2 separate regions of the Oryzias latipes genome follow, and region 1 is linked to region 2. The links are chromatin contacts, called in public Hi-C maps. All regions are on one chromosome and are shown on one strand. The core of a region is the stretch at or near the end of the contact, and the rest is flanking DNA. Distances in the headings are between cores, read along the strand shown. Region 1 has its middle 20 kb from the start of qdpr. Region 2 holds the start of LOC101156556 (transmembrane anterior posterior transformation protein 1 homolog).

Region 1 (3,354 bases), core at 550-3,049, 150 kb after region 2:
GATTTTCCCCTCCCATGTGATCATTAGGTGGTGGTTTGAGAGTGTGGGGGTGCTTCTCCACATTTCCATGTGTTACAAAATTATTAATCAGCTGCTGGCGATAAAAGTCCATCTTTATACCAACAGCCCAGTGGAAACGCTTACGTTCAACTAAGCCTAAATAACAAAGGACACAGAGGAAGACATTTCTCCCTATGTGTGACTTGATGGTTCTTTGCAGATTCCAATTACTAAAATATAACAGGGCACTTCTTGCCTCTGTCACTGACTGATGGAAAAAATACCAGTTTTTAATGTAAAATCTTGCCTTATCCATACAAAAATAAAAACTTTGGTGGATGATAAAAGTCCTGCAGAGGCTGAAATGTTTGACTGATGAATGATTTGATGCTAACTGACAGAAAGAAGAGTCTGTCATTTCTCAAGCAGGCTGGTGTGAAAGCACAACTCTCTTTAATGTGTTCTACTTCTTGTTTTATCCTGTTTTCAAAGCAGTTTGACCTGCATTAAGACTTTGTCATTCTGCTCACCTGTTTTTAAGATCTCCCAAACAATCATCTACAAGCCTGAGCTGGAGCTCACAAACAGTCAGCTTCATAGAAACTCAACAGCAGATAATCAGAAATGACTACAATGGTAATAAACCCAAAATGTGATGTCTTGGATTTGGAGAAGGCCTGGCTCTCAGTCTCTGCTCTGATTCCTCCCAAAGGTGTTCTATGGGGTTCAGGTCAGGACTCTGAACAGGCCAGTCCAGTTCATCCAACCAGACTCTGTCCTCCATGTCTTCATGGACTTTGCTTTGTGTTCTGGTGCACAGTCATGTTGGAAGAGGAGGGGGCCGCTCCAAACGGATCCCACTAGGTTGGGAGCATGGAAATGTTCAAAATGTTTTGGTATCCTGAATCTTTCAGTTCATTTCACTGAAACTAAGGGGCCAAACCTAAATCCTGAAAAACAGCCCACACCATAATTCCTCCTCCACCAAACTTCACACTCTGCACAAAACAGTCTGAACTGTACCGTTCCCCTGGCAACCTCCAAACCCAGACTCATCCATCAGATTGTCATTGCCAGTCACACAGAGCATGTCTATAATGTGTCAGGGTACATTTTTTAAAACCAGACTACTGTCTAATATTTACATCACATATAATGGTAGTTGAAACAGAAATGTGAACAGATCTCTGGGTGATTGCAGCTCTGATCTCTCACAGATTCTTTCTGATCCTTTTCCTTACTGGTTGTTTTAGATCCTCGGTTATAAAAACATGAGAGGAGGCCTTCAGGAAGCAGGAGGCTGTTGCTGGGTTTTGGGTGACTTACTCTCATGCAACACATGTGGCTGCCGGTCCTTTGGAGGGCTACAGGACCCCTCATACAGGTCAGGTTACCTAGAGAAGCCAAGGGCTAACCACTAACATCTGGCCTCACCTTCTCTGTTCACTGCAGCTCAATAGTTTCCACATGGCACCTCGCCATCTCAGGGATAACCTCTGCACAAACACACTAACACACTTCTGTGAAACTGCCCACATCAGCCGTGCAACGGAAGCGTGCTCATGTGTGCACATCCGCCTTTATCTGAACTTTAAACTGACAAACATGAAGCACTTTGCTGAACTATTGCAACAAACAGGTTTCTCCTGAAACACTGCATCAAATAAGAACAGACTGCTAAACAGATAGATTTTAGATAGATCCTAATGTAAATATGTGGATGCACAACAAACACAACCAGCAGTATTTACATGTTTATAGATGGACACTGAAGGGATTTAGAAATACACTTTTTCCTCAGCACAAACCGACCTCCTTGTTTCCCCTTAACACACAATTATTTACATGTAAACGTGCATTTACACACGCAGGCACGCACACACACACACACTCTCTGGCATAACTGCATGGGCTTGTGGGGGAAAGGGCAGGGTGGGGGCATCATTCCCCTTGAGGGGTTTCATCTAAGCAGGACTGGACACTGCTCTTCTCCCTGCTCCACAAAGAATTCAATCACAGAGACAGCCTGCACTTCAATCCACTGTCAACAGGGCTAATGCTATCACAGCCCCCCTCTGCAGGCGTCTGTCACACACCTCATATGCAGAATATTTAGGGGGAAAAACACTCAATTTCCTTTTGGGATACTCCAATGTATCAGATGTTAACGTCACAAACATTAAATGATAGAAACTGAGGTGAAAACTACATTAAAACTGTTGTGAAATTTTTAATGCCAAATAAAAAAGCAGATTTTATCTGTTTAAAGAGAAATGAAACTTTACTGTACAACTTTACAAAGGTAGAGCATCACTGTCTGAGCTACACTGAGGCTTTTCCACTGAGGTTTAGGCAATGGTCATGCATTTCTGGACTCTCTTTTTTAGCTCGACAGTTTTCCCAGTTGGTTTTTCATGGATCACCCAATGATTGTCACCAGATTTGCAGCCCACAGACTGCAGCCGCAGCACAAACCAGGCCTCCACCTGTTGTCCTATGAGCTGCTTTTAAGTAGACAATGAAATAAAGAAATTTTTGGTGATATGCAGCTCAGATGTTTCCTGATGCATTTCCTTTAAATAAGCCAGCTGATAAACAACAGGTCACAGAGAAAGAAAAGAGGGAAAAAGAAAACAACAAACCTGAATGGACCCGAGAACCATCAGAAGAATGACATTTACAGTCAGCATGAGACGCATTCATCCAGCACAAAAGGATTAGCATGTTTATGTACGTTTTAAACGACATTCTTAAAATTGTTATTTCTATTTATTCAAAATAATAGATGTGCTTTTTATTGGAACCAGTATCACATGTCACAGGAAACTGTGATGATTTCAATTCAATTTCAATTCAATTTTCTTTATTTCAAACACAAATGCAGATAAACACAAGAGTTCAAAACGACAGATAAAACAAGACAGTGAATGAAGGACCATGAAGGAATATTTTTTTAATTCTTTATTTTGGGTTCTGTGTGATTCCAGACTAGAAACAACATGTTGTGTCTGAAAAAGCTGTTGGTGCTCTGGGGTCCATCTTAGCGGGAGACCCAAGGCAGAAAAACAGTCTTTCTGTTTTAAATATACCTCAAATCATATTCCATTTCACTGTGACCGTGTGTTTCCACAGCTAGTCAGCCTAAATCCTGATCTCATAAATCCCCAAGATTTGGCAGTAAAAGCCTCAAGAGTCTGGGATTGATCTCTCCTGTTGGGCCCTTTGACCATCTAGAAGTGTCATTGCATATGCCATGGCTTAGGTAAACTCCAAAAAGACAAGTTTCCTGTGTCATGACACTAAAGCATGAATATATCATGAAAAACAAAATGTTGAAACTGAAAATGTCTCTGG
Region 2 (3,767 bases), core at 830-3,329:
AACAGGTCAGCAGCTTGGTGTGAAGAAATCAACTATGAGAGCAATTATTAGAAAACTGAAGACATACAAGACCACTGATTATCTCCCTCCATCTGGGGCTCCCCCCAAGATCTCACCCTGTGGGGTCACAATGATCACAAGAAATTCTTTAAAAATCAGACAATGTGATTTATTTTTCATTTGTCTTTCATAGTTGAGGTTTACCTATTGTGAAAATTACAGGCACCTCGCATGTTTTTAGGTAGGAGAACTTGCACAATGGTAGCTGAATAAATACTTTTTTGCCCAACTGTATCTATGCGTGTCTGTGTGTGTGTCTGTGTGTGTCTGTGTGTGTATGTGTGTGTCTGTGTGTGTATGTGTGTGTATGTGAGATTCCTGTTGAAGATGACTGTAACTGGAGATCTTTGAGGGATTTGACAGTTACTGATAATAATGTAGGTATTATTTGGATTTAAAATATTCAAACTGTGACAGACTGGCGACCTCTCCAGAAAGTCTGCTGCCTTCGCCCACAAGTGGCCAGGATAGGCTCCAGCAGCCCCGTGACCCCGAAAGGGACAGAACGATCCCTTTCGGGATTAGAAGATGAATGAATGAATGATAAATGATTGAATGAATAAAGTAGCTGACTTAGATACTGTTTTTGTTTTTATATAAAATGTTAAAATTATTGTAAAACTTTAATAAAAGTTGTCTTTTAGGTTTATTTTTTTACTGAAAATAAAGGTTATCTTTTCACGTTCAGTTATTAAGTTGATTTTATACAACTGCAACTTAACTCAAATGTGTAACAAAGAGTATAAAGTTCAGATTTTCTACAGAAATAAAATTTCAATAAAGAAACTTCTGTAGCCACAAAGCAGAAACAAAGGCTTAATAGTGATGCTGTAAGGACTCCTCTGCATCAGTGAGAAGCCATCAAACCTCCAAGACAAAGCTTGTTCTGCTTCTTCTGACCTAAATGGGATTTTAGTTGCAGCCGTTCTATTCCAGATGTTTGGCTGAAGCCCACATCTGCTGTGATTAGCAGAGCAGCACCACCTATCTGCCTTGTAGAGCAGATCCGAATGAAAACGATGCAGGAATGAAACCATTGTGGAGCTTTTTATAATACTGTCTGCAATGATTACAGGACCTGGTTGCAATGGCATCTGTTAGAATCACAAGAGCCATTAAAGCTTGTATTCTAATAACACTACCTGCTGAATGGTCTACCAGTGAAAGTGCATCTGTACTTTATTTGTATTTATTTAACGTGTTTGCCTGTCAGACAAACAGATAAGAGCTGTTCAAGTCCAAAGAGGCTCTGAGGGCACATGCCTGTACCACGTGACTGTGCCTTAGCGTGTTCATAGAGGACTCGTTCCGTTTCAAAGTGTCGGTTTGACCATGTCTGACTGAATAGTTGGTGTCATCATACAGACGTGTGTTGGTCAAAAAGCTTCTGCTCACAGTCACTGAGAACAAACGGTATGGTCCTCAGACACCTGAGCTGCTCACTGCGGATCTGCGAGCCTCCTCAGCCTCACGGTTCACTCTGGTTCAACCTCTACGTCTGATGACAAACCGAACGCTTCCAGGAGGTAATCCCGGCAGAGCAGACACGTTACTCGTTACTTTGACTCATTCATCAAAGGGCATGGGGGCTCCGTAACTGTGTAAACAAGTGTAGAGAAGCTCGGAAGCAGCTGTGACAAAAACAGACCGAAACCATCGCAGCTGATAAAACTCTTTGCTTGTAAAGGCGCGGAGACCCTGACGGCGGGGAAAGCTCGCGGCTGCAGTTGACGTGTGTTGTTGGGGAGTCCAGATGGTTACCTGCTGAGAGCCCCCGCTGTTCCCTCCTGACGGAGCTAATGTCGTAAAAGCCCAGCGTTTCCGGCAGCTCCGGGGTAACGCCGGCCTTCCCTGACCTCTGCGCGCATTCCCACCGTCTGTCCTGCTTTCTTTTCAGATCAATCTCCACTTCTTTCTGTTCTGACAGCTCGGTCCCCGACACGTCCGCCATCTTTAGTTTGGTCACAGCGAGGCGCGAGCGTCGCCCAGTGCTACGTCATCACCAGTCACACCAATAACAATCGTTACCCAGATGAGTCCGCTTTGTATGGAAACTTAAGCGTCTTGCATTTAAAAAAGGAAAGAATTAAAAAAACGGATGATCTCCTCTCTAAAATGTTCGTGTTTAAAACAAAAAGCCAGTCCGTGCCTTAAATCCGCGTGCGTTCAGTTTATGTGCTATGACTGTTTATTTTTGTCAGTGGTGATGCAAAAATAAGATACAGACGGAGTTTTTCGGTAAATAGACTTCGCCTGTTCTGAACTTTGAAGTCTGCCTTGACGTTGATGCTTGTGAAGCTGCAGAGGCAGGCAGGGACCGTCAATAAAGTACACGAAAAAACCCAGACAAACGATAGCAGTTTCTCTCTCCTTCACCATTAATAATCTGAAAAACATCACAGGTACTCATCATTGTTATAACAAACTCTACAGAAACCACTAATATCCTTCCTCCTTCTCTTAGAGTAAACCAGCATGTTCGACTAATGCAATTTGTAGACGGTTCCTTATCTCCTCGCTGTGAACTACAACTGTAGTTCAAAAATAAAAAAGAGCGAAATTAAGAAAATAATTAGAGCCAGGGGAGTGTCGTGAATAAAAAACAAAAACATGATATACAAAAAAAGCGTATCGCGAAAAACAGAAAAAATATGGAAACGTTGGAGAACAATATGTCAAAAACAAAAAAATTGTATAAAATATTATTTAAAAAATTACAGACTCTGTGCCACAAGTTGACTACACCCACAAAGTGAGCGTCCAGCAGGTCACCCACTGACTTTGCTGCTTTGTGTCCGATATTGTCATCGGGATTGACTCACAAACATAAATAAACAGTTCATGCTGGTCAACATTCAGTATTTTTCTCTGTAGTGTTATTGGATGAGCATAAACAAAACAGATCATGTCTATGACACGGACACCTTGTGGCTTTTTAACTTGCAGCTTTCAGCTCATATTACAGGTTTTATGAACAGACAACAAGCTTAGAGCCCAGCTTTTTTGGACTTCTTTGCTTTTATATTTTCTTAAAAATACTGGTACAAAAATCTCATGTGTTTTTTTTTTCTCTAAATACACAAATCCTATGGCAGCGTATTGCATCCAACCAAAAAAAAAATAGAAATAAAATAAAGGGATAATCTTTGTCCCCGCTTCCCCCCATGAGTGGCCGGGATGGCAGTCCTGTGACCCCAAAAAGGACAAAACGGGTTAGAAGATGAATGAATTAATGATAATCTTCGTTCTAATTTTTTCATGTATATAAAAAAGAAAAACACGAGTGTTTTTCATTCTATATTAGCCGTGACGCTCACGTTGTGGGTGGTGTCAGCTGTGTGGCATCCAGTATGTTTTCAAGATATCTATTTTTCTGTTGCCATTATTTTAATTATAGTTCAATAAATAGATTGTATAAAAGTGAAAGTGAAGTTTTTCCACATGAACAAATCCAAAAATAAAATAGGTGGCAGTACTGCGACCTTCCACTTGGAGATGCAAAAGTTCTTTCGTATGTTCAGATCCGCTCACATAACTAAATCACACATTTTCCTGTCTACATCCTATCTTTGTGTTTAAAAAAATGTTCATGCTAAAAAAAAGTAAGTGTAAAACTATTATTTTTAACTTACATTCGTTGCCCCAAATGTAAGAATAATTATCAAAGAATAAGAAACTCAGATTATCTGACAATCCTAGAATTGATT

The links. A called contact is a pair of places that touch in the nucleus more often than the background predicts.
Region 1: a Hi-C map of fibroblasts shows a contact between it and region 2, with 4 times the contacts expected there. The contact joins the enhancer-like site here to the promoter of LOC101156556 in region 2. A contact is called at or near these places in 5 of 5 Hi-C or Micro-C datasets (embryo, fibroblasts and gastrula embryo).

What each region holds. Positions count from the first base shown.
Region 1 is chr10:545,577-548,930 of ASM223467v1, forward strand. No RefSeq gene overlaps it. Among protein-coding and RNA genes, the nearest start is that of qdpr, 20 kb to the right of the region's middle. Within about 2 kb of position 1,800, at least 4 of the 8 cell types and tissues checked have an H3K27ac peak or open chromatin away from gene starts, as enhancers often do.
Region 2 is chr10:399,333-403,099 of ASM223467v1, forward strand. LOC101156556 (transmembrane anterior posterior transformation protein 1 homolog) reads right to left here and starts at 2,080. Exons shown (of 15, transcript XM_023959474.1): 1 at 1,822-2,080. The coding sequence starts at 2,011.